5 separate regions of the Mus musculus genome follow, and all the other regions are linked to region 5. Evidence: chromatin contacts called from public HiCAR-type, HiChIP or PLAC-seq and promoter capture Hi-C data. All regions are on one chromosome and are shown on one strand. Each heading gives the region's core, a stretch centred on a gene start, on an enhancer-like site or on the middle of the called end of the contact. The rest is flanking DNA. Distances are from core to core; before and after follow the strand shown.

What was found. Promoter capture Hi-C pulls out the DNA fragments that hold promoters and counts their contacts. HiCAR-type assays count read pairs that join an accessible place to other places. HiChIP or PLAC-seq counts read pairs in DNA pulled down with a chosen protein or histone mark.
Region 1: a promoter capture Hi-C map of embryonic stem cells shows a contact between it and region 5, with 5 times the contacts expected there. The contact joins the promoter of Glb1l2 here to the promoter of Tbx20 in region 5. A contact is called at or near these places in 5 of 39 promoter capture datasets (cranial neural crest, embryonic stem cells, hippocampal neurons and 2 more) and 1 of 115 datasets of contacts at active chromatin or transcription factors (astrocytes).
Region 2: a HiCAR-type map of astrocytes shows a contact between it and region 5, with 5 times the contacts expected there. The contact joins the promoter of Acad8 here to the promoter of Tbx20 in region 5. A contact is called at or near these places in 1 of 39 promoter capture datasets (cranial neural crest) and 1 of 115 datasets of contacts at active chromatin or transcription factors (astrocytes).
Region 3: a HiCAR-type map of astrocytes shows a contact between it and region 5, with 6 times the contacts expected there. The contact joins the promoter of Bbs9 here to the promoter of Tbx20 in region 5. A contact is called at or near these places in 4 of 39 promoter capture datasets (cranial neural crest, embryonic stem cells, hippocampal neurons and 1 more) and 4 of 115 datasets of contacts at active chromatin or transcription factors (astrocytes, embryonic forebrain and embryonic stem cells).
Region 4: an H3K4me3 HiChIP or PLAC-seq map of embryonic stem cells shows a contact between it and region 5, with 6 read pairs. The contact joins the promoter of Igsf9b here to the promoter of Tbx20 in region 5. A contact is called at or near these places in 3 of 39 promoter capture datasets (the C10 cell line, cranial neural crest and embryonic stem cells) and 1 of 115 datasets of contacts at active chromatin or transcription factors (embryonic stem cells).

What each region holds. Positions count from the first base shown.
Region 1 is chr9:26,803,232-26,808,299 of GRCm38.p6, forward strand. Glb1l2 (galactosidase, beta 1-like 2) reads right to left here and starts at 3,237. Exons shown (of 19, transcript NM_001310768.1): 1 at 3,067-3,237. The coding sequence starts at 3,152.
Region 2 is chr9:26,997,462-27,002,564 of GRCm38.p6, forward strand. Acad8 (acyl-Coenzyme A dehydrogenase family, member 8) reads right to left here and starts at 2,088. Exons shown (of 11, transcript NM_025862.2): 1 at 1,933-2,088. The coding sequence starts at 2,035. It overlaps Thyn1 (thymocyte nuclear protein 1), which reads left to right and starts at 2,216. Exons shown (of 8, transcript NM_144543.2): 1 at 2,216-2,304; 2 at 2,490-2,595. The coding sequence starts at 2,553.
Region 3 is chr9:22,472,547-22,477,034 of GRCm38.p6, forward strand. It overlaps Bbs9 (Bardet-Biedl syndrome 9 (human)), which reads left to right and starts at 3,169. Exons shown (of 23, transcript NM_001360259.1): 1 at 3,169-3,509.
Region 4 is chr9:27,296,971-27,301,842 of GRCm38.p6, forward strand. It overlaps Igsf9b (immunoglobulin superfamily, member 9B), which reads left to right and starts at 2,134. Exons shown (of 20, transcript NM_001326702.1): 1 at 2,134-2,547. The coding sequence starts at 2,484.
Region 5 is chr9:24,772,996-24,777,528 of GRCm38.p6, forward strand. Tbx20 (T-box 20) reads right to left here and starts at 1,308. Exons shown (of 8, transcript NM_194263.2): 1 at 724-1,308. The coding sequence starts at 850. Gm29824 (a long non-coding RNA gene) reads left to right here and starts at 2,729. Exons shown (of 3, transcript XR_870586.1): 1 at 2,729-2,956; 2 at 3,360-3,475.

The DNA.
Region 1 (5,068 bases), core at 1,987-4,486, 2.0 Mb after region 5:
TCTTACTTGTCCTGCACTGTGAGCTACTTCCCAGGCCACTTTTGCTTCGCCACCTTTATGAGGTATGTGACTGTCTGCCCAGAGACACTTCCCAGATTCTAAAACCTTTACCACTAAAAGATGAAAGGGACAATATTCAAAGAGTTTGGACACTCTGGGGTCTGTGACTCAGGACTCAAACAGAATGGAGTCCTAAAATACATAAGACTCAGAAACTCCACAAAACATCAGATGACAGACACAGTTTGTCCCCAGGCCTCTGGAAAGCACACTGATTTAAATTTAAATGCAACTACCATAGCTAAGCCATCCACTTACCCACTTCTAGCAAGGAATAGTTTGAGAGAAAGACACCAGGGCTGAGAATCCAGATACTGCGGGTGAAGGGGCAGAGCAAAGAAGTGAAGGCGTCTCTAAGAAACACGAGGCTGACTAACATACTCATTCTAATTCATTCATTCTCTCCCCCCCTCTCTCTTCCTCCTCCTCTCCCTCCCCCTCCTTCCCTGAGCACTGCCCCCCATTTTAGCCAGATAAAAATCTAAGCCTAAGATATGCAGAACTGACTGAATTATTGCTCAGTGAAGTGCCCTGAGGAAAAGGATCATAAAGAAACTGTGGCCAGATCATATCAAATAGACTTCCTTGTGTTCATCAAGTGGAAGGAAAACCAGAAAGGAGAGCAACCAACTGTAAGCGTGGCTCACGTGACAGAAAACACAGGATTCCACTCTTAAGATAAGTGGGGAGAAAGAAAAGAAAAGGAGCAAGCCAAGAGAGAGTGCAGACCTCAGATAACATATGAGGGCACACACACACACACAAAATCCACCAGTAGTTACTGAGTCTTGCAGAGGAAGAAGAAGTGGGAGGGAAACAATGGGGTACCAAAGAATTCAGGGGGAGGGAAGATGGCTATTTCTACTACTTTTAATTGTAGCGGTATTTTTCCCACATTATCTACATCAAAGACATCATTTGGCACAAAAGGAAAAAAACACCAAATTGAATAAAATCTTCCCATAAAGTCATTTTTAGCCCTCTTAAATATGTCTTAGATATGATTTAATCAAACAGCTATAATTCTGTGAATAAACTGTAGGAAGAAAAAAAAAGGCAATGTTTCTAAGCCAAACACCTAACCCCCAGAAACCTCAAAATACCTGCTGATGGGATCCAGGAAAAGGACTGGTCCTGAAGCTGGGCTCCAGAGAACTTTGAGGAGAGCAGCCAGTTTCCATGTGACCTATATTCCATTAGCCACACCAACATTCCCCAACAACAGCTGGGAGAGGCCCCCACCACCCACTTAGTTAATGACCTAGTCAAAGCTGGGGGAAGCCAGGAAGAGAGGGCCAGTTTGTTTCCCTTTGGCTTCATAGCTATTAAAGTAACTCATCTATGTTAATACAGAAAGAACTAGACAGGATGCACCTATGGAGAAGATATAGTCAAAATGATGCCAAAGAGACTTGTTCTCTCAAGGGATCCCAAAAGATGGCCCTGACCTTGGATCGGTGCCTCTTTAACCTTCCTTGCCTGCTGCAAAAGAGAGTGTCATGAAGCAACTTCAGGCTTCATGATTTCTGCTGGGGCCGGCTTGCCTGGGTAGGGAATCAGTTACTCACCTACGAGAGGGTTAGGCTGCTTCTTCACAGTCCTGTCCCTTGCCTCACCCCTCATCAGTGTCCTGCTGGGTGACAAGTGTCCCTCCTCCTTCCCACACATTTTCCTGAGGACTATTAGAAAATGCTACCTGACCAGGCTCATCCCTCATCAGTCACCTCTCTGAGTCACCTGCAGGGACAGGTGTACTTCGATCAAAAACAAGCAACTATTTCTCTGGAGCTCCAGCTCCATGGTTCCCTGCTCTATGCAAGAGCTTGTGTTGCCTCAGCCTGGAGTAATACCAATGGAGTTACATCAACCGTGCCCCTGGGGAAAGCTGAGAATTTGACAGAAGCCATGACTAAAATTCAAAGAAAGGGCAGTTCGAATGAATAAGAAAGTGTTTGGAACAACTAAGGAAACAAAAGGCCTTAGGAGTTTCCTGGACCCTAGAATGAGAAAAGATCTAGTTTCATCTCAAACAATATGACATCCTCTCAGAAACAAAGAGATGTAAGTCTTGAAAGGGTGTCCACGTGAAGTTTCCAAATGTGTTCTCACGGCAGCAAAAAGGACTCAGATCTTAAATAAAAATAAAAAAAAATTAAAAGCCCTAGTCTCTGATTCAGGTAAATGAAGAAAGGAACCAAAGACAAAACTAAGGGTGGTAAGCTACCACCAGTTCTCAAGGCTGACCTCAAGTCTACTGACAAATTACTCCATGTTGCTGCCAAGCTTCCCAGCAACACTGGAGAGTTTGAATATGTAAAGCGCCAGGCATTGACCTGGAAGATCGTCAGGCCGGTGACTCCTATAAATAGATATGCTTTGGAAACCTTCTGGAGTAGATCACCAGAAAACTTGTTCATGAGCAGTGGGTAAACCTTTCTTTCAATGAACACCACCGACTGGGACAAATAGCGTTCATAAAAGGGGGCCGTACAAAAGTGAAGGAGGAAAGTGGACAGACATAAACAGCAGTGCGGTGTAAATCAGGGCTGAGAGTCTGAGAGAAGCCCATGGACATCACCTTCACGGTAAACATCACAACACTAACCTTGCAGAATAGAGACTTCCAGCTTGGGAAGAAATGTAGGGGTTTGGAAGAAAAGCAGTGGGTGCTACATGGAGTGATGGGGGTGTCTGAAGAGAAACGAGAAGGCCAGTTCTGTCGATCTTCCCACAGGACTGGACGTGACTATGAACAGCAGAGTCCAGCACCAAGTATGGAACGCTGCGAAACTCAACACACTGACCCCTAGGGACTGACAGGGCTGTGCCTGCCTGCTTTACCCAGAGGCAGGGTAAGAATGATTGGAGGCTCGAAGGGACTCCAGGCTGTTGGAGCGCTCTAAGAGATTAGAGTCGCGGTTTCCCAGATTTGTGGCAGACCAGAACCTGAGGTGTTGGGCTGGGACCAAAGGAGTCCCATAGGTGCTGGGCGGAGCGTTCTCTCACCTGCGGAGCACCAGGAAGCTCAAGACCAGCAGCAGCAGGAGTCCGAGTGTGCGGCCTGGCCTCCGCCGCAGACTCCACTTGGGCATCTTGCAAACGCTGCTGGTAGACACCCGGGTTCCCACTCCAGCAACACTCAGAGGCGCGCCAAAGCCTTGGCCCGGAGGGGCGGGGCCGCTCACTGGTTACCTGGGCAACCATGTTACGGCCAGCCCAGCCCACTGGCGCCCATTGGCTGAGGTTTATGGTCCCGCCTCCATTCCCGGGCCTTGCACAGACAAGGGATCGGCTGGAGACCAGGACAGGGAGGGGCGGAGCTGGCCTGTCAGGGGGCGGGGCTGTCGAGGGGCGGGGCGATCTCAGCCCAGGCCCAAACTTGTCTGAGTGTTCCGCAGCTGAAGTTGCCTGCTTACTGAGTTTAAATAGGAATCAAGTACCTAACAGCTAACAACTTCCCATGTCAGCCTGGTTCTCACTCTGAATCGCAGAGGCACTTAAGTTGAGGGTCTTTTCCTACATATGAGTGCAGACAGGTATAGAACTATTGGGCCTGTTTGTTTGAGAGGTATAGAACTATTGCTGCATCTTTGAATATTCAAACTGGGAGAAAGTCACTCCCCACAGCATTTCATTATAAGCAAGAATTAAGTGTGCCTGACAGGTGAATGAAAAAAAAAAAAAATGTCTGTACTGGCTGGTTTTGGGTGTCAAATTGACACAGGCTGGAGTTATCACAGAGAAAGGAGCTTCAGTTGGGAAGATGCCTCCATGAGATCCAGCTGTAAGTCATTTTCTCATTAGTGATCAAGGCCCCTTGTGGGTGGGACCATCTCTAGGCTGGTAGTCTTGGTTCTATAAGAAAGCAGGCTGAGCAAGCCAGGGGAAGCAAGCCAGTAAAGAACATCCCTCCATGGCCTCTGCATCAGCTCCTGCTTTCTGACCTGCTTGAGTTCCAGTCCTGACTTCTTTCAGTGATGCACAGCAGTGTGGAAATGTAAGCTGAATAAACCCTTTCCTCCCCAACTTGTTTCCTGGTCATGATGTTTGTGCAGGAATAGAAACCCTGACTAAGACAATGTCTTTTAAAACAACTCAAAGTTTGAAAAGAAAAATGGTTTTGAAGTAATAACTCATGTTAAAAGCCAGGACATTGAATAATTTACTTAAGATTATTTGAGAGCTGAGTGTCACTGAAGTTTCAGTAGCACTAAATAAAGACCAAAATATTCTGCCTTTAGTTCCCCTGATCTAGTTCAGGCCTGGACACCTAGCACACTGAACTCTTATTTTTAAAAGAGTCATAATTAACATTTTACATTTGTGGTGAGGTGGCTCAGCCATTAACAGCAGAGGACCTAAACTCATTTCTTAGTGTCCACATTGGTGGCTCACACAGCCTTTAATTCCAGTTCCAGGAACTCCACACATATGTGCATGCACATGCGCATACACATTCACACACACACACACACACATATATACACACACTATAGCAGTGTCTCAGAGCATTGGTTTGTAGAGCATCTTTCCAGCTGCAGGTCTGAATTTTTATACAAATACATAAAGCTGACAAACAATAAGAGAAATTTCAGTTCCAAGGACAAAGACAAAAAAGTTGGCCAGAAGGGTCTTTTTTTTTTTTCTAGCATAACTAAATACTTGGTAAAGAAGCAAATTGGAGAGAGGGAAAATGTAAACAGGTAAACAGGAGGAAGGGAATTCCCTGCCTGAATAAGGAAGCATAGACTGTGGCTTTGCATAGAATATTGTAGCCACAGGTCCAGGAACACTGCTTTAGAGACCCAGAGGGAAGTAGGGCCCTCTGAAATCAGCAACCAGGTCTCCTAAAATCCAAACGTTTTCTACAGTGCTTCCGCAGAGGAGAACTTAGTGTTTGCTAAGGCTGTGATGGAAACTTTTGGGTTTAGCTTGGATTAAAAGTTAGTCTATCAGTTACAAAGACAGAGCATCAGAGGTTGGCCCACATATTAATTCTGCTTGTGTG
Region 2 (5,103 bases), core at 838-3,337, 2.2 Mb after region 5:
GTTATTGTCCACCCCCCCCCCCCATAAAGTGACCCTGGACAATGCACAAGAATGCAGCTTTCAGCTCTTGCCCTAATCAATCAGTCTTTACATGTGTGTTCAATAATCTATCCCTGTCTGGCTGGGATTGGTGTTTGTGTGGTTTGTAGGGTGACTCCTGGCCTCCAATGCTGCAATGCTAAATTATGTATCCCAAGGTCACGTTGCCTCAAGAGAATTCTCTCACCTATGCCAGCTTTTGTTGTGCAAACCTTGCACCTTAATTTAAAGCTATTGGTTGAATAAAGATGTCTACAGCCTATAGCTGGGTAGAAGAGAGGTAGGCGGAGCTTCAGTTCCCAGGGTTCCCAGGGTTGGTGTTTGAGGCACAGATGAAGAGGGGGAGAGAGGGAGCCAGGAGAGAAAGGAAGAAAACCTATGGCCATAATATTTATTAAGGTCTCGTGTCATTTATTTGGGAACTAAATGACCTAAGGTGGGTAAGAAACCCCCAATGAATGCTTACTACACAGCTAAGCACCCCAGCCCACCCACTATCGTGGCACACAAATCTACAAGTAGAAAAGTATCTTGAACAACTCAAAAATAATTTTTTGTTGTTAAGACAGGATCTCATGTAGTCCAGGTTGGCCTTCATCTTTGTATGTAACTTGAGGCTGGACCCTGATCCTCCAGCCTCCTCATCACAAGTGCTGGAATTAGAGTCATATGCCATGGCAGGTCTGGCAGGCCGAGTCAATACTGGGGTTGGAACCCAGGGCTGCATGAATGAAAACATTAGGCAAGCATTCAAGCTGACTGAGCTAGATCCCCAACTCCAACACTTCGTTAAAAACAGTGAAAGAGAGCAAGCTGAACTCTGGTGGTACAGCCAAGGCTTGGGAGATAGGCACCAGTGATCTCTCCTGAGTTTAAGGCCAGCCTGGTCTACAAAGCTAGCTCCAGAAGTGTCACAGTTGCACAAATAAAGCCTGTCTCACACATCTTAGTTGCCCAGGTCAAAACAACAATCAATAACGTAAATCTGTTACTGGGACAGACTCTTTCCTAACTTTAGTACCAAACCACGCTACTTTGTTTACCCAATTTTAGGTGCCTAAGTAGGGCAGTAACTCTTAAAACTGGTTTTCTACAAAAAACAAAACAAAAACAAACAAACAAAAAACCAGTCTATGCCTCCATGTACTTTATAACTCTGTTCTCAATTTTCAAAGCCATAAGGCCATAAATAATAGATTCTTATTTAAAATAAAATTTAGAATTATTTTAAAAACTGTTTCAGAAGAAAAGGTGGTTCTGGTTTTTAGTTTGGTATTTAAAGTGATTGACAAATCTAAATATTTGGCTTGGTTTGCATGGGTGGCAAACACTCCCAGTTACATGCAAGTTTTCTGCCAGGTTTTTAAACAATCAGTTTGTAATCTCAGATAGGGTTTCTCAATTGCGGTTATCTTTCTTTTTCCTGCAGCAGTTTCTACAGTATGAGTGTTTTTACGAAATCTATACTTGTGAGCAAAACATACGGTATAACCTGGAGCTTTTCAACTATCTCTACCAGCGCTCATATACTTAGCTCTTTCTACCTTGGAAATCTATTGCCAAAGTCACACGTTCCTTCGTCTTTGAAAAGCATTGGCGGGGTCGGGGGACAGGCAACTGGACTGGACTGAGCGCTGGTCACAGGGACCATTAAGAGCTGGTCCCGAGAGTAGATCCTGAGTTATGGGAGGAAGCCAGTTCGTGAAACAGGACTGGTCGGGGAGAGAGAAGTGGGTCCCAGACGGGCAGAGTCAGAGGATGAAGTGAGTCCGTCAAGGGACCCGAGAGGGATCGGTGTCAGGCGAAGCCCGAGAGCCACCAAAGCGCTGGGAACTCGGGCGGGCACAGATGCCCACCGAAGACCCACTCTCCCCTCGCCTAGATGAGCCTTACGATCGATGCAGAAGGTGATGCTCCGGTGGTGGGTCTGAGCCAGGGACTTGAGTGCCGCGCGCAGACAGCCAAAGCGCCTGTATCCGGACCGCAACATCGCCATGTAAACTTCGAATCTCAGACCCCAGGCCTCTTAGCCCAGGCCAGAACTAGCCGTTCCCGCCCCGCCCCCCTGATACTCTGGGAGTTGTAGTCCATTAAGCCCTTGAAGCGCGGGCTCCAATAGGACTACTGGCGTTCTGAAACTACAGTTCCCAGAGATCGTGGGGGCGGCGCCTCTGAGACGCGTCTTCTACTAAGCCTGTCCGGGCACGCCAGTCGCCTCAAGGCTCCCAGAAGATTAGCCTGGCAGTGCTTCAAGGCGTTTGGGTGGTGCGTTGAATGAATGGTGGTGGGTAAAGCCGAATTAGGGAGGGACTCAGGAGAGTTTAGAGGTAGATTAGGAGAGAAGGAAAGGGCGCAGATAACGAGAGAGGGATTAGAATGGTTTAATCATGACTTTTCTTCATAAGTCCCAGGCCCTGTATGCTTTCTTGCCTCCATCTTGCACCATGCAGGTTTTAGAAGACAAGAGCTGTTTCTTACCCGTCCGGTTAGCTTCAGCCTCCTACAGAGAGGCCATGCCGAGACCCCGCAAGAGGCAGACTGGGACTGCTGGTCCAGGTGAGTTGAACCGACGCTGCAAAAGGCAGCAGGTAAAGAACGTGGTCTTGTAGGGCGTGCTTTATTTCCTTTTTCCACTCCCTGGTTTGGAGACTTTGGGGGTTGTTGCTTATCGTCTTCTTTACTCTTTCTGCCAGAACTTCCACTTTCAGTCCCTTCCACTTATTTGTCCAATCAAAGAATAGTGCAATGAAGCACTGCATACATATACGGAACTGTGGTGGCCCACGCATGTGGGAGACTGAGGCTGTAGAATTGCCTTGGGTTTAAGACCAGCCTGGTACTACATGAGTACTACATAAGCAGGGCCCTCTCTCCAAAGTGTGTGTGTGTGTGTGTGTGTGTGTGTGTGTGTAACCTTGACAGCATAGGTGAAAAGAGACTTCTTTAAAAATTACATTTATTTACTTTTGTACAGTATGTGGGAACACACACACACACTGATCAGAGGATAACTTGAAGGAATCAATCCCCCGATTCCACTGTGCGAATCTCAGGGATTGAACTCAGGTCCTTAGGCTTTGAAAAAAAAAAAAAAATGCCTTTTCCAACTAAGCCACCTCGCCAACCCTTTGCTTTTATCATTGAATGCAATAAGCCAGGCACAGAAAGGCATGCATGATTTCATGTGAAATGTAAAAAAGCTGAAAGCTAGAAATCAGAGGGAGATCAGGATTCAAGATCTTCCTTGACTACGTGTAGAGTTTGAGGCCAGCCTGGACCACAGGAGACCCCACCTTTCACACACACAGTTTTCTTTTCCTAGGTCTTTATCTTATCAGCCTGTCAATTTGGAATTGCTAAGCATCTGAGGATGACCTGAATTCCTGATCTTTCTGTCCCCACTCCCAAGTGCTTTGGTTATAGGTTTCTTACATCACCAAAACCATTTAGACTTACCCTTAAATTTCCTGAACAATGTGACTTCAGAGGCTACCAAAATGCTAGACATAGCTGTTAAGAAACTTATTGCAGCTATGCTTACAAGCCTAATGCTCTAGGGCTTCTCTGTGGTCCTTATCTTGTGTTTTATCAGGTTTTACATGTGTGTGCCCTGGCCCTGATGCTGGTGCCGTGGAGGGGATTCTTTTATCATATGTGCCTGAGGGGATAAAGTCAGGTCTTTTGGCTTGGAAGTGCCTTTACCTACTGACACAATGTCTGGCCTCTTAATGCTTGCTCAATTTTATGTTAAGCCCCTTTCCTGTTGTGAGCCTGTAGCCTAGTCTGGCCTTGAATTTGTAGCAAGGCTCCAAGGAGTCTCAGGCTCTAAAGTTCTGCCATGAGCCAACACGCCCGGCTTAAAATCTTAAACTCTAATTTGGCTTCATTCTCTTTGAAATTTTTTCCTGTGGTTTAAGAACCCCAGGTTGTGAGTTAAACTCAGGCTGTTGGAGGCAGCAGTATGTCCTGCTGGTAAAGGCAGTGCAGTGTACATTTCAGAGAAGTAGGTACAGTAGAGCCAAATATGACAGTTCATATCTATCATCAAGATATTCATGTGTCCTAGGCCAGCCTGGTCAATAACAGGAGACTCACAGCTCTATAACAAATAAAAAGGTGTGATGGTTCCTACCTGTAATCCTAATGCTTAGGGGGCTGAGGCAAGAGGGTGGCTGCAAATGGGAGGCCAGCCTGGGCTACAGGGTTCTGAGACCCTATCTCAATATAAATCGATGCTTCAGGAAGTATATTCAGACAGATTGAGTATTAACGTGTACATGTGTGGAAACACTGTATGGCAGCTGGTGCCTAGTAAATTCATACAATTCTTGATTTCTATGTCAGTTAGAATTTAATAGAAAAAGGCAATTAATTGACTAAAAGATGAGAACAGTGAAGATAAGATCCAGCTCCTCCTCTGAGGGAATCCGCAAACCTGTATGAGTGAAAGGTCCTGAAGATAGCTTTGTGACAGCAGGGAAGAGGAGGCCTCCAGAGGGAAGCAGAATTTGAGCCCAGTCTAGCATAGGTAAAACAATGGGCTCAGGCCCCACCATTGGAGCAAAGAAAAATCTAGGTGGGTTTTTTTTTTAAGCCACGTCTACATGGTCCTGATTAAACTTCTTTCAAGCTTCACTTGATAATGATTATAATGGTTAGTTTTTCTAAACATTTATGATAAGACTTATTTTCTAAGTCCTAGTTGTGTGAAATAATCATTGAAGCAATTTCAAATAGTACTTCATTTCCTCATTGGAAAGAATAGCCTTACTAAAGGCACAGAAGTGAGGTGGGGCACACTTATTACTACCGGTATTCTGATCTTAACTCTACAAGGGTCCCTTTGTCTCGCTGAGTAATCTAGAAGACATCCTTTAAAAATGTGTTCTCTTTTATTAATTAAATTTTACAATTTCATAAATGTACAGAATGCAAACAAACCTTTTTTAAGTAAATCTTGTTTTTTGGTTGGTTGATTAGGTTTTTGGGATAGGATTTCTCTGTGTAGCTCAGGCTATCTTAGAATTCGCTCTGTAGACTAGGCTGGACTCAAACTCAACGAGA
Region 3 (4,488 bases), core at 1,919-4,418, 2.3 Mb before region 5:
ACAAGCATAACAAAATTAGAAAGGAAAAAATATAAAATATATGGTATTAAAGGAGTCATGAAGAGCAGCTGAGGCTCAGCTCTGTGAAAGGCCATGGAAGGTCATTGGTGAAGGTGCAGCCTCAGTTGCAGTTGATGGTCCAGGACTGAAGGGATCATGCAAAGGAGTTGAGGCTTGGCTCCATGAAGAGAGCCCATAAGAGGCTATTGGTGAAGCCTAGTTGCAGTGGAAGACCCCATTGTATTGTAAATTCCAGTACCATAGATGGTCACCAAGAACAGCAGTGGCAATGGAGTGAATCAACCTGAGCTTAGAGTGCTTCAGAGGGCAGAGCTGGAGAAGTGATGCCAGCCCTTTGGAGGAACCCAGAAGATCATGTGTGGATCTAGACATTGAAACAAGAAGCTGTAACATTGAAGTCTATCTCCTGAAGAAAGCTGCTAACAGGGAGTGGAACCAGGCCAGAAGAAAGAAGTTTGTTGCAGGCAACAAAGATGAAAAGGGAGTTGGAGATCTGAAGACCGCTTTGACATCAGCCGTGGAGATGCAGTTTGGAGTTTGCCCAGCTGGAAAGTTTCCTGTCTTGATTTAGGGATTACAGTAAAGTGATTGGATAAATCTTAGAAGAGACCTTGAACTTTGGACTTTTAACATTGTTGAGACTGCTATAGACTATAGGGACTTTGGAAGTTCGACTAAATGTATTTTGCATTTTGCTATGTTTAGGTATGGCCACAATGGACACATATGTTTGAAGAAGCCTATGGGGGCCACAGAGTGAAATGTGATGGTTTGTATATACTCAGCTCATGGAGTGGCATTATTAAAAGGTGTGGCCCTGTTGGAGTTGGTGTGGCCTTTTTGGAGTAGGTGTGTCACTGTGGGTGTGGGCTTTAACACCCTCATCCTAACTGCCTGGAAACCAGTATTCTGCTAGCAGCCTTCAGATGAAGATGTAGAACTCTTAGCTTCACCTGCACCATGCCTGCCTGGATGCTGCTAAGTTCTGCCTTGATGATAATGGATTAAACCTCTGAACCTGTAAGCCAGCTCCAATTAAATGTTGTCCTTATAAGAGTTGCTTTGGTCATGGTGTCTGTTCACAGCAGTAAAACCCTAATTAAGACAGTTATCAAGCTTGATTAGTTCTTATTCAAAATCCAAATATGCTTAAAATAAAAATAATTTAAAAATACATTGTATGAAATTCTCAAGTAATAAAAATATATTAGAAAAAAAGAATAATAATTGTCCATGGAAGAGCTGAATCTTAGCAAAGACAAAACTAGACACTTTCAGCCAAACTAAGCAAAAGAAAGAGGAGACCTCTCTAAATTATTTGCGAGTGGAGATGAAAACTGGATGCCACATGGATACTCGTGAAATTCAGAGGGATCATCAGTGTCATGTTTAAAAAGTGGATCCCAAATTAGAAAATCGAGAAGAAAAGGAGACTTCTCTAGAATCACATGATCAAAGTTCCATCAGGAGGGTGTACACAGCTGGAGTTGTACACAGCTGGAGCTGACCAGTAATAGGCAAGGGCATGGGAGCAGGAGCAGTCTCTGGAATAAACAAACCTCCAAACTAGAGGAGCACACTCTGTCATTCAATCAGATGTTAAAAATTAACATAAAATAAAATTCCCATAAAATAGGTGGCTGGAGAGATGTCTCCATGGTTAATAGCAAATAAAGCTCTTCCGTAAGACCTGAGTTCCATTCTCAGCATGTGTGTGTAGGTGCACAGTGGTCTGTAACTCAAGTTCAAGGGAATATAGTGTTCTTTTCTGCTCTCCAGAAGCACTGGGCTGCCCTCTGTAAGCACAAGGCATGCACATGGTGCATTTACATTCATGCAGGCCAAACCCTCATATGCACAGATATAATAAATAAAAGAAACAAATTTCCTCATGAAATAGAACTGGAAAGAACACTTGCAAATTCATCTTATAACGCTAACTTCATTCTGATACCAAAAACTTGGTAAGAGCACAGCAATCAACCAACCAAGACCAAAACCAAACTAAAAAAACAAACAAACAAACAAAAAAAAAAACAAAATAACAAAACCAAACAACAACAACAAAAAAACTATTATGTAGAAATTTCCCAGAAATACACATAATTTAATATCATATTTCTAAAAAAAATAAAAAATATAGGGTGAACAAACTCTGCTTCATTCGAGGCATGCCAGGACAGTCCAACAATAAATGTAATTCAATACAGAAAGATTCGGGGAGAGAAATCGCATGGTCGTCTCAGTACACACTGAAAAGGCCTTTGACAAAATTTAATATTCTATTATGATAAAAGGCCTGAAGAAAATAGTGGCCATACCCCAACGCCACGGAGCTGCAGCAGCTTGCTTTCTGATGCTTTGATAAGTACCATGACCAAAAATGGCGTGGAGAACATATTGTGCCTTTTTCATCTTACAGGTTACAGTCCACTGGTTAGGAAGTCAATTCTGGAACCCAAACAGGGCAGTGGCTGAAGTGGGTACTGTGGAGGACAGCTGCTCTCTGGTTCTCTTTCTTATATGCCCAGACCCATCAGCCTAGCCCACAGTGGGCTGGGCTCTCCCACATCACTAAGCAATCAAGAAAATGCTCTCAGACTTGCCAACCGGTTAACTAAACGGAGGGAATTTTCAGTTGAGGTCACCTCTTTCTAGGTGTATCAGGTTGACAACAAAGATTAGCCATCTAGACTATATAAATTAACCTATAACCTATATATACTACATGGGAGAAACTGTAGATATGTTTTCTAAACAAGTAATGAAACAAGGGGGTCTACACTTCACTGTTATTCAATACGGTGCTTGAAATCTTGGCTACAGCAGTTAGGCCAAGGAAAGAAAGAAAACGGATTCAAACAGGTAAACCATTTACATGCTCAGGCCTAGACACTAGGATAACACCTAAGCACAGGAGGGCGTGGTCTGTGGCACGAGAACCCCCACAGGGGCGGGACTTCCGCCGCCGATACCCTGAGGGACAGGCCTGCTTAGGTGGTTCTGAGGCGCCCAGCCCTACCCCGCCCCGTAGCCACTCTACTCCATACGGGCGACACGGGAAATCATCCCCACAGCTCGCGCTCAGCCGCTCGGACTACAACACCCAGCAAGCCCTGCGGTCCCGCGTCTGACTTGCGCAGTAGCCTCCGTTGTAAAATGCTATGACAACAGGGCGAAGGCGGTTTGGATTCAGGCTGGAGTGGGGAGGTGTCTTCCGCAGGCTGTTGTCTTGCAGCCTCACCCCTCTTACAGTCTCCCTGGTGGTTTCATCCTCTCTGTGAGCATCCGGACTTGGAGTTTTTCTCTCTTGTCACTTGTGGCTTCCGAGGGATCCATGTCGTCTCCCCTGCTTGTCTCTGGGGGATGACAAGAGGGTGCAGGGGATCTTGGGACTCACTTCACCTCCGCGGAGCTTGTGTTGCTGCTTGGCAGGATTCTGTCTGCTTGGGAACGTGGAAAACTTCGAACACAAACAAGACCAAGAGGTACTAGTGGTGTTAAGTGTTGTTTTTCCTTGCACGGCTGTTACTTCTGTTCCAGCACTGGATTCTCATCCGGAGGGAAGTCTGTGGATAGTGGGTTCGTAGCAAGGCGAGTCAAAGCCCACTTGTTGGCATCAGGTAAGAAATATCCCAGAAATTAATCTCGGATGTATAAATGCATTGGCTATGCTTGGTCAACAGGACTAACGCTCAATGCCATGTAATGGTTCGGGAGATGTAGGATGATCTCTTAATTAGAAAGGAGGCTTGCATTCAAACAAACCGCTAACACGGCGTGGGTAGATCCTATAAACACCTTTGAGCGGGGAGTGATTTTTAAGGAGTCCATGTAGCAGTCACGTGGAGTAAGAGCTTCTTTCTCCTGTGACATTTCAACAGGTCTTGTGAGCAGAGCGTCAAATCGCTGCTCAGTCTGCGGCTGAAGTGGGAGCATGTTGATGCTCTCCAGTGCTGCCTGCAATAGGATTAATGGTTATCCTTTCTCTTTCCTTTGCAGACCACAGCAGTTTAGATGGACTAAGCTGATTTTATCAGCAGCTCCTCCCAAGCAAGGTCTGCATTTGCCTTTGATTTTTCTGTATAAACGTATAGATTATTTTTTGGTATCTCACATTGTCTTTAAACATCAAATTGTGTCTAATGTGTACACATATATACATACATCTCACTTTATACACACAAATTGAAAGATACTGGAGAGAAAGTGGGGTTTTTATCTTTTCTTCCTTTCTCTTATTTTTAAAAATTTATAATGTGGCCCAAAACAGGCCTGGAACTTTCTGTATATCCTAGGCCATCTTTAAGCATATCTTGCCTCAGGTTCCCAAATGTTGTTATTACAGGTGTGTACCACCATGGAATGTATTACTGTTTGCTAACATTCCAAGAGACAAGAAGTAACTTATTAGCAATAATTGAGATTGGGTTTTGTCTTTTCTTTGGTGATGGGTTAGAATGTTAT
Region 4 (4,872 bases), core at 884-3,383, 2.5 Mb after region 5:
GTGTGTGTGTGTGTGTGTTTAAAATGTATATGAACACAGTGTTGCTGACACACCAGAAGAAGGCATTTGATCCAATTATGGATGGTTGTGAGCCACTATGTGGTTGTTGGGAATTGAACTCATGACCTCTGGAAGAGCAGCCAGTGCTCTTAACCCTGCCCCCCCCCCCATCTCTCCAGCCCCAAACTCACGTCTTTATATTAAACTATATCTATATGTGTTTGTGTGTGTGTATGTGTGTGTGCACATGAGTGCAGTGCCTGTAAAGGGGTGTTAGATCCTTTAAAGCTGTAGTTACAGATCATGGACAATTACCTTAGGATGTTGAAAACCAAACTCTGCAAGAGTTGTGCACGTTCTTAATTGCCAAGTGTCTCTCCAGCTCCTAGGACTTACCTCTTGAAGGTTCCATTCTTCCAATACTGCCACCTTGGGGATCAAGTTTCCAACAACATGAACGTTTCTGAGGTCAAAATTAAATCATAGCCTAGCCTCATCACCCATTCTGCAAGTGGATCCCAATAAGTCTTGATAGACTTAGGACCCAGAGGAAGTATGTATGGACGTATATAGATGTGTGCAAACCTGTTTATGGGGAGACTTGCATATGTGTGTGTTGGAGGTAGAATTGGTGCATGTTGCCTGAGAATTGATGCGTCAAGGAGATCTAGAGCGTGCAGCTTCACCAAAGCCCCAGGAAAGAAATGTCAGCCCAGAAAGGACCTAAAGCAGTGGCCCATGGGAATATATCAACAGAGTGATAACTCATGAGTGTGTTCGCATGAGCAGGGCGAGTTTGCAAGCAGGAGGTATTCAGAAGTCCAGTTCTCCAGATGCTATTCAGATGATAAAAGTTCATTAGTGTGTGTGCTTCTCTGCTTAGGAGCCTCAGCTTTTCATCTCCTGGATGGCAACGAGAGTGGAGTTCTCCAAAAAGAATGACCCTCCATCACTCAAGGCCACTCTATGTGAGATACACGAGTCCATGCGCACACATTGGCTTTTCCAGCAGTAAGCTGTTGGTCTATGGGAAACTTCATGCTCTGTGCTTATTGAGAGATTGCCTTCATTGCCCCTCCATTTCTTCCCTGGCCAACAGCCCCTCCTAGGGAGCTGTGCCTCTCAGCACTGTGTCAGAAGCTTGAAAGAATAAACATCTCCACGGCAGCCTCAGAACACTGTGAGATGGTTGTAGAGGCTTTCATGATGCTCATTTATTCCTTGTGTAAACACAATTGTATTGGGGGAGGAGATGAAGAGATGCTGGAGTAGGGAGCCTGGGATATAGGAAGCTCTTCCAGCGTCTTTATTTATTATCTTCTGCAGAAATGAGGAGGACCTTTCCCTTTTCCTTGGTTCTCTACCTCACCCCCTGATCGCTCACAAACGCCACCTTGACTTTATGCTGCTGATATGGGGCTGGGCTCTCAGTAAGGTAGGAGAGGAAGCAGCATTTGTGTGCAGGAGAGGCAGCATTTATTGGGGGGGGGGGGTTAATGGCTTTAGTAATCATGAGCAACGATGACCAGCAATGGGGGTGGCAGTACGTGTGCACATGTGTTCCAGAGGGGTCTGTGACTCGCCGCAGCTGAGCCAATGACTCATTCCAAATTTAGCGACTTTTAGAGGTCATTTTAGTCATCCTCCTGGCTTTGGGCTGGATGGAGCCTAACTTAATATAACGTTTGGTGGAGGTAGTGTTCTGAGAGAGTGAGCAAAGAGTGGGGGTGGGGGGGGGAGGTATCACGTGGTCTCTTTGAACCGTTCTCCAGAAAAGGACGTTCCCTAGTTTCCCCAGGATGCTTGGGTTTCCCTATCCCCGTATCAGCGTGGTCCTCCCGGGAACTGCTTTTTTTTTTTTTTTTTTCTTGATAGAAACCGGATGTTGGATTCTCAAGGTGGGCGGGGGCTCCATCCCCTCGGATAACCTGTCAAGGGTTATTGAGATTCTTAGGGTCCCACTAGCCAGTACGAGAAGCTACCATCTATTTAATCAGAAACTTGCCATGCAGTCTGAGCTGAGAACAGAATAGAGCAAAGACGTTACAACGCCTTTTCCCAGGCAATGCGCATGATTCTGCGGCTCTGTGCTCGCTACACTTCAACGCACCTTGAAATGGGCTCGCCTTCTTCGCGCAGCGACGGACTAAGAGTTTAGCCAATCAGTGCCTAGACTCGTGAGCACTGTCCAATAAACAGCCGCCAGGGGCGGACCACCAGGACAGGCCCGGCTAGGCTTCACCGTGGACCTGGCTGCGCTCTGCCTCGGTTGGCAGTGCAGGTGCCGCTGCGCCGGGGCCCGGGAGGCTGCGCGCGCCGAGACGAGCGGAGCCAGGAAGGGATGGAGAGCGGGCCGCCCGGGCTACAGGAGCACCGGCAAGGGGCGTAGGCGGGCGAGAAGCGGGCACTGAGGCACGAGAAGTGTGCAGACGCAGGAGCACTTTGCGATAGGATGAGGCTCTTGGCTGGCGCGCGGTAGTACTATGATTTGGTATGTGGCCACTTTGATAGCAAGTGTGATCAGCACCCGAGGTCTTGTGGCTCAAGGTGAGTTGAAGTGCAGCATCCCTCCTCCAACCCTCTTGGCGTTCTTAGACCTTTGCTCCAGGCTCTGGCTCCCGAACCCCGGGGGCGAGGCTCCGGCTCCGGCCAGGCGCACCTCCGAGCACTGGCCCGGGCAAAGGCTGGGGAACTGCGGGTGGGAGGAACTCGGCGGGAAGGTGCGGGAGCCCTTGGGCTGCGAACGCCTTGGAATCAAAGTGGACTTAGTCTACCTTAGGCCCCTTGGTTCACAACCACACGTCGAATCTGAGCTTTGGGGAACCCCTAGTGCTCTAACTCTGGCTGCTGGGGACTTTGATGGTCTTTAGGCAGGATTCCGCGCGTCCCAGCCCTGCACAGCACCGCTGGATGGAGGAGCCCTTGAAGGGAGGCGCGATTAAGAGGTTGGGAGTCCCCGCAGCCGCCTCGAAGGGATCGGGTTCTCCGCCCCGCGCCCTTCCTTTCCACACATCTTGGCCGCGGAGGTCGGATCCCCTTGGCAGGTGACAAGCAGAATTGACCTAGAGGCTCCGAGCAGCATCTGCTCTTCTTGGTTCTGTCGGCCGCCCGCGCCCACCTTGACTGCATCTGGGCCCCGGCCAGGCAAAAGTTCCCGGGGAGGCGCCGTCGCCGCGCTTCAGGCTGCCCGGCCCAGCGGCCTCGGGGCGAGGGCCGCGAGGGAGGGGTCTGCCCAGCTGCGTCTCAGAGTCGAGTGGGATTTTTTATTTCTGCCTTCTCGGGTTTGAGCCCAAGAAAAAGCTAGGGAGAAGCCAAGGCGCGGGGTGCATACTTGAGCGCGAGGGCTTTCGCTTTGGAGATGGCAGAGCTCTGGGTGGCACCCGGCTCTCGGCCCTTGTATGGAAGTCAGAGCCGAGCCTGGAAGCTGCCAGGACTCTGAGCTCACGGTTTCTGCGCGCGGAACCGACCCGACTGCGGGCAAGTTCGCAAAGCAGGGAGATGGCGGCGGGAGAGGAACGGTCTGTGGGTGGAAGGCGACAGGGTGACGAGATTCTGCGGACTAGGGAGCCTTTTTGAAGGGCTCTGCTGGAGGCGCGGGCTTCCCCGGCTTCTTTTGCACCTTGCCTCGGGGCGTGTGGGGGGGAGTGGTTTGAGAAAGTTTCCGGATTGGAATGTATCTCCTCTGCTACTTGAGAGGGGGTTCTGAAACGAGAGAGTGGGGCGAAGGGAAGGACAGCTTTCCAACAAGCACTATGATGGTCGGGATGGTTATAAAGGTTTCCATTTGTCAGGTGGGAAAACCGAGACAGAGTGACCTCAGAAGAAGCTTATGGAAAAAAGGTGGATCTTGCTGTGCTTCTCCCTTCCCCCTTCCCATGCAGTCTTTCAGTGACTTCCTCCTCCTCCTCCCCTCTGGGTTTTGGTATATTCTGCTGTGGGGCTGTCCCTGAAAGCACAAAAGGCTGTGCTAGCATCCGAATTGAAGAGACACCTAAGGAGGGCTCTTCAACTAGCCTCCCAACTTTAGCAAGGGACAGATTTTTTTTTTGTTTTGTTTTAATTTAAACACAGACTACAGGAAATTGGGTTTATATTGCCGAGATTCACAGAATGGCTAGATTGAAGAAGGAACTTCCCAGTGTTGAAGGTTGTTGGTTGTGAAGGTTATTGGTCCTTCTGTCTGGAACTCCTACTCTTCTGTCTGGGAGCAAGGGTGACCTGATTGGTCTTGGATTCTTTTTAGTCTGAAATGGCTCAATGAGGCACTTACAGACATAGGCTTACTGATAAATGGACAAGATTCAAATCCTGGCCGTCCCACTTGCTGACCCCGTGACCTTGGACACATTTCTCAGCTTTTCTAAATGTCACTTACCTCAGTGGAAAGTGGGTTAGCTGTAGGAGTTTGTAGAGGCTTGGAGTGTGTGAACAGTTCTGTGACGAAGTGGCTGGGTGCCTGTTGTGAAATATGTGCTCACCAGACATCAGTGTTAGCATTTCAGGATCTATGGGATGGGATTCCTATTGGGTTATGCAGGGAGCGGAGAGTTAAGAGTGTGTTGGGGGACATTCAGAAGATTGCCTCCGAGGAAGCTAGACCCCTTCCTGGGCTGACCTTGCCTGGTGGAACCTCTCTTTCCTGCATCCCAGGGAAGTGTGGGTGGGGCATGCAGAATTGCTTGGAAGTCCTTTACAAGGTCTGCAAAGCTGAAGTATTGCTGGCTGCCAGATGCTACAGCCTAGAGCGGGGGAAGGGCACCTGCTCGCCTGTGAGGCCAGGGTTGCCAGTGCTGATGAGAGAGGCCTTATGGGATCCAGATGTTCTGAGAGGGGCAGAGGTGACTTTGGAGAAATCCTTCAACCTCAGGGACT
Region 5 (4,533 bases), core at 58-2,557:
GCAGTTGCTTTTATACAACTCTCGTGTGCTCAAGACACCCTCACCGCTCATCTCTCTTTAATCTGTGCCTAGTTTCCTCTGTAAAGAAAACAGTTTTTATAGAGACAGTGTTAAATTTCGAGGAATTTGGGGAGGCCTTGCCAGTCTCAATTGAAAATCGCAAGTATAAAATGGGGGTTCCTGACCAAAAAAAAAAAAAAAAAAAAAAGCCGGCTCTTGCGTGGAAAAACCGGCCTATTTTATAGTCCTTTTCAGACATATTAAGACTGTTAATTGTGATAGAAAAATTAAACTGGCTTCTTGTGAAGTCTCAGAGTCTTTGATTCCAAGCGCAGGCTTGGGTGTTATATACCACCGTGGATCCCGAATCTTAACCCTTACTTGTCCTTGAATTTGTTTTCATTCAAACAAACAAATTTGTACAGCATTCATACTATCTAAGTGATGTCGAGATTCCAAGAAACTGGGGAAAGCGAATACAAACACAAGCCGGTAGTGAGAATTCACTACCTTTAATTGATGGTGAAGCCTCCAAAGAAAACTTGAGAGGAAAAGAAAAAAAAAAAGTCTTTCTCCCAGGACCGAATTCTGGTCCATACTCTGAGACTTAGCAGTAGATCCAGACGGTAGAAAAAGCCACCTTTGCTTCCCGCGGAGCAAACTGCCCGCACCCGGGAAACAGATTAGCAGGGCCCATACTGACTGCCTAGTACCCCGACTTACCCAGGGGTTTGATGGTGTTCTCTGCTGCCTCCTTCTCCTTGGGGCCGCCGCTGGACATAAGCGCGGCGATGGAGAAGGCATTGGCTCGAGAGGAGAGCTGGGGCTTGGGCGACGCCGTGAACTCCATGGTTCCCAGCGTGCGGTCCTGCTCAGGAACCTGGACTGACAAACCACAGTCCAGCTTCCCCAAAGGGAGACAAAGACCCGAAACTGCAGCTCAAAGTTCCAGAGAGCAAGCAAAGCGGAACTGGGGACCCCCCCGAAGCGTCCGTTCCCAGGTTTTGATGGCCTCTCCAGTCCACTAGAGCAAAGCAGGGGAGCCGCAGAGACTTCGAACCAGCAGGAAAGCAGGGTGGGGACCAGCCGGGAACTCAAAACTGTAAGCCCACTGCGCAAAACGCGGGGTCCCCAGCACCCACGCCGAGTTCTCCCTCCCTTCCCTCCTTGGGTCCGCTGAGTGGCCCAAGTCCGAGGAGGTGACGATCGGCGTGGGACTCTAGAGGGTGCGGAAACCAGGGAGTCGGATCTCCTCTCTGCAGAGCGCAGCAAGGCGCGACCTAAACTGTGCCTAGGCGCCTGCTGCCTCGCGCCTTAATTTGCTGGCGGTGGCCATCCCTGCGGGCAGCAGCCAGTCAGCGTGGTCTCACGTCACTGCTTCCAGACTGTGCGGAGTGGGGCGGGGCCGAGCGGCGCAGGGAGAGAGCGCCTAGGGCACTGCGCCCTCCTGCCTCTGCGCTCCCGGTGGAGAGCCGGAGAAGACGCACAGTGAACAGGGTGGCGGAGCTAGCCGGACCGCCTCCGCCCAGAGTCTCAGATCCCGCAGGAGGGAAGCATGCGCTGTCTAGAGAGGCACTTTCACTGCTACCCAGAAACAGGCATTTGCGTTGCTCTGGACTGAATGTCACCAAAGGAAGTCCTACTGAGTTCCGCATTTTCTACCTTTCCTACTGGAGCTCCCAAATAGTTGAGAAGGGCCCAGTAGAGCAAATTCCTCATCGCTGAGCGGCATTAACCTGGTGACGCAGCACAGTGCCTAGTGCTAGGTCCCCTACTTGACAGTCCCCAAGTTATGTCTCTTTTCACAGAGAGCTGGAGAGGCAGGGCTCTGGGAAAGAATGCTGAGCTGCAGGGTGCCTGTAGGAAGGATACTTTGTTTTGATTTTTTGTTTGTTTTTGTTGATTTTGTTTTTGGCGAACCTGGCTTTCTGCTGTGTGGTGGTTTGTTTCCCTTCTAGTCTGGGTTTTCTATTCTGGAGACTCTGAAAGTAGGGAAGTGGCCTGAAGCAAGGAGGGGGGGTCAGGACTTGGAGCTCTAAGGGGACCATGCGATGCATAGTGACTTTCTGGCTCCTCCCCCGCCCCCCCCCCACACGGAACCATCTATCTGCCTTGCAGACGCAGACTGGGCTAAGGACTTCCCACAGCCTTGTGGAGGGAGTCCTGTTGGCCTTGCTCAGTCTAAATAATTCGAATTCTCCAAATTCGCGGGGTAATCCGCTTCACTCTCAACCATGTAAACTCTAGAGGACACACACACTCAAGCTATACTTGTAAATATTTGCTCTCCTTTCCAGCCAGTTGATCTGGCGATTAGGAACCTCTTGGTAGGTCTTAAGGGGGTAGGGGAGGGGTGGGGTGAAGAACATAAAAAGAAAGACATACCCTGTCTCCCATTGCATCCTCTTCACAGCTCCCGAAACATAGTTATGGGCGAAATCGAGAGCCAGAATAACTATGAAGAACATCCCGTGTAAACAGAATGTTGGCATCTGAGGAAGTTCTGATTTAGACTGGCCTGGCCATCCTGTCTATGTTTGCTCGTTTCAGCATTTGGGTTGTAATGTGTCAATGTTGAGGGAAATTAGAAATTAGTAAAACTGCAGACTTTTCATACTAGAAGGTTTTTTTTTTTTTTCCTTGTCTGGACCAACTACTTTGAAAAGATCGAAGGTGACAAGTTGGCAGAGCAGTGTCTCTTTTTTGCAAGTCTCCCCCATCCTCCAACCATGTCCCAGTCATTCCCCTCTCCTCCCCACAGGTCAGGAATCTCTGGACTCATAAGTGTGTGCAAGTCAGTAGAGAGTATCAGATCTCCTGGAGCTGGGATTACAGGCTGTTGTGAGCCCTCTGTGTGGGTGCTAGGGAGTGAAGTCCTCCAGATCTCTAAAGAGGAGCAAATGCTTTTAGCTGCTCATCCATCTCTCCTGGCCTTAGATACAATGTCTCAATCAAGGTAGTGTTTTCTTTTTATTGTAAGGTTCCCATTGGTTTGCTTCTTGTCTGATTTTTTTAGAGTTTGTCAAGGAAGATGGATTTATTTGAAGAAGAGAGTTTTTGTTTTTGTTTTTTTAATTTGGGAGAGAGAGGTTTACTTAGACCTTGATATAATGTTTCAACTAATGTAGATTTTGTTGGTTGGATCTAGTTTTCAATAGCTCACTGTGTTGTTACACCCTAATTAATAAAACTATTATTCCATCTTATAAGGGGAGGTACTGTCTTTACTACCTTAGCAGCTTAGATTGTTGGAATGGCATCCTGAAAGATACATCAGTTTCAGAGAAGCAGACTGAGCACAGGAAAGCAGAATTGCTGAACTTGCTTTCCCTTTTCCTACAAGTGCCACTGTGTCCCAGTTCTAGGATGTTTGTGGGCAGAAAATCACTCAAAAGCAGAAGAGACTGCGCAAGTGGGAGGAGACAGCAAGCTGAAGGAATTGAAATGAACACTTAAACAAAGCCATAGGCCAGAGGTGAGTCACTTGGGTGTCCCTAAGCTATGCATCTTGTTGGCGTTGAAACGATCATCACAGCCAAACATTACTACAGGCTTATTATACTGGTAAGCTGCTCTCCTCTTAGATCCAATGCCTATATGAATCAATGTGTTGCTATAGGACCTGTAGCTAGTGCTGACAGAGAGGAATCGCCTCAGGGTAATCTAAACCTCCTGCCTAGGGAAGCTGAGGGTAACTAGTCCTGAGGTCCTTTCAAAACCGTCCGGGAGCAAGGGTTAATGCATAAAACCCCCGTGGAGCTAGAACAAAGCAATCACGTTAACACTTCCCTCAACCCCGCCTGGGCTGCTGACAGGCTTGTGTGTTCAGGCTGCTTTCAGACACTGGAAACGGCTTTGGACTTGAGGAAAGCTTTGAGTCTTGACTTTTAACACTTGTTAGCACTGTGGCTATGTGGGCTTCCTAAACCTCTCCAAGCTTTGGTCTCATCATCTACTTTTAAAATGGGACTGATACTTTATTGCTATATGATAGATGGCTTTGTGAATTTAAAAATGTGCAGTGTGTGTAAAGCACCCAACCGTAAGTAACGACGATGACTCCACAGGAGCAAAGCGATGCAGCTATTTAATTATTTGAATTTGAGCTGCATATTCTTGACCACAGAGATATCAGATTGTTCTGGACTATACACCGAAGATTGAGACCACGTAGAGGCGCTTGGACTGCCAAAGACAGCTAAACTTCAGAGCTAGCAGAGCCATTTAAGATTTCGATACTGTCTGGAAGGTCTGGGCAATGTCCCCTAATATAAGGCACGCGCATTAGAAAATTCTCTTTTGCAGTCCCCCTGAGCTCAGGAACTTAAGACAACTCCCTCAAACTGTCTAGGAAGTAATCAGCGAGCCGCTTTCAGCCTAGGTTCCAGAGTTAACGAATGCTCTCTGGACGCTTTGCCGGGAGCTATAGGGACAGATCCCGTAAAAATCTAGCTGGCCGTCCGCAGGCGCGGAGGGTGAGAGCTGCGCCTGGGCGCTGGGCCAGGTACCAAGCAGAGGGCACCATCGCGCAGC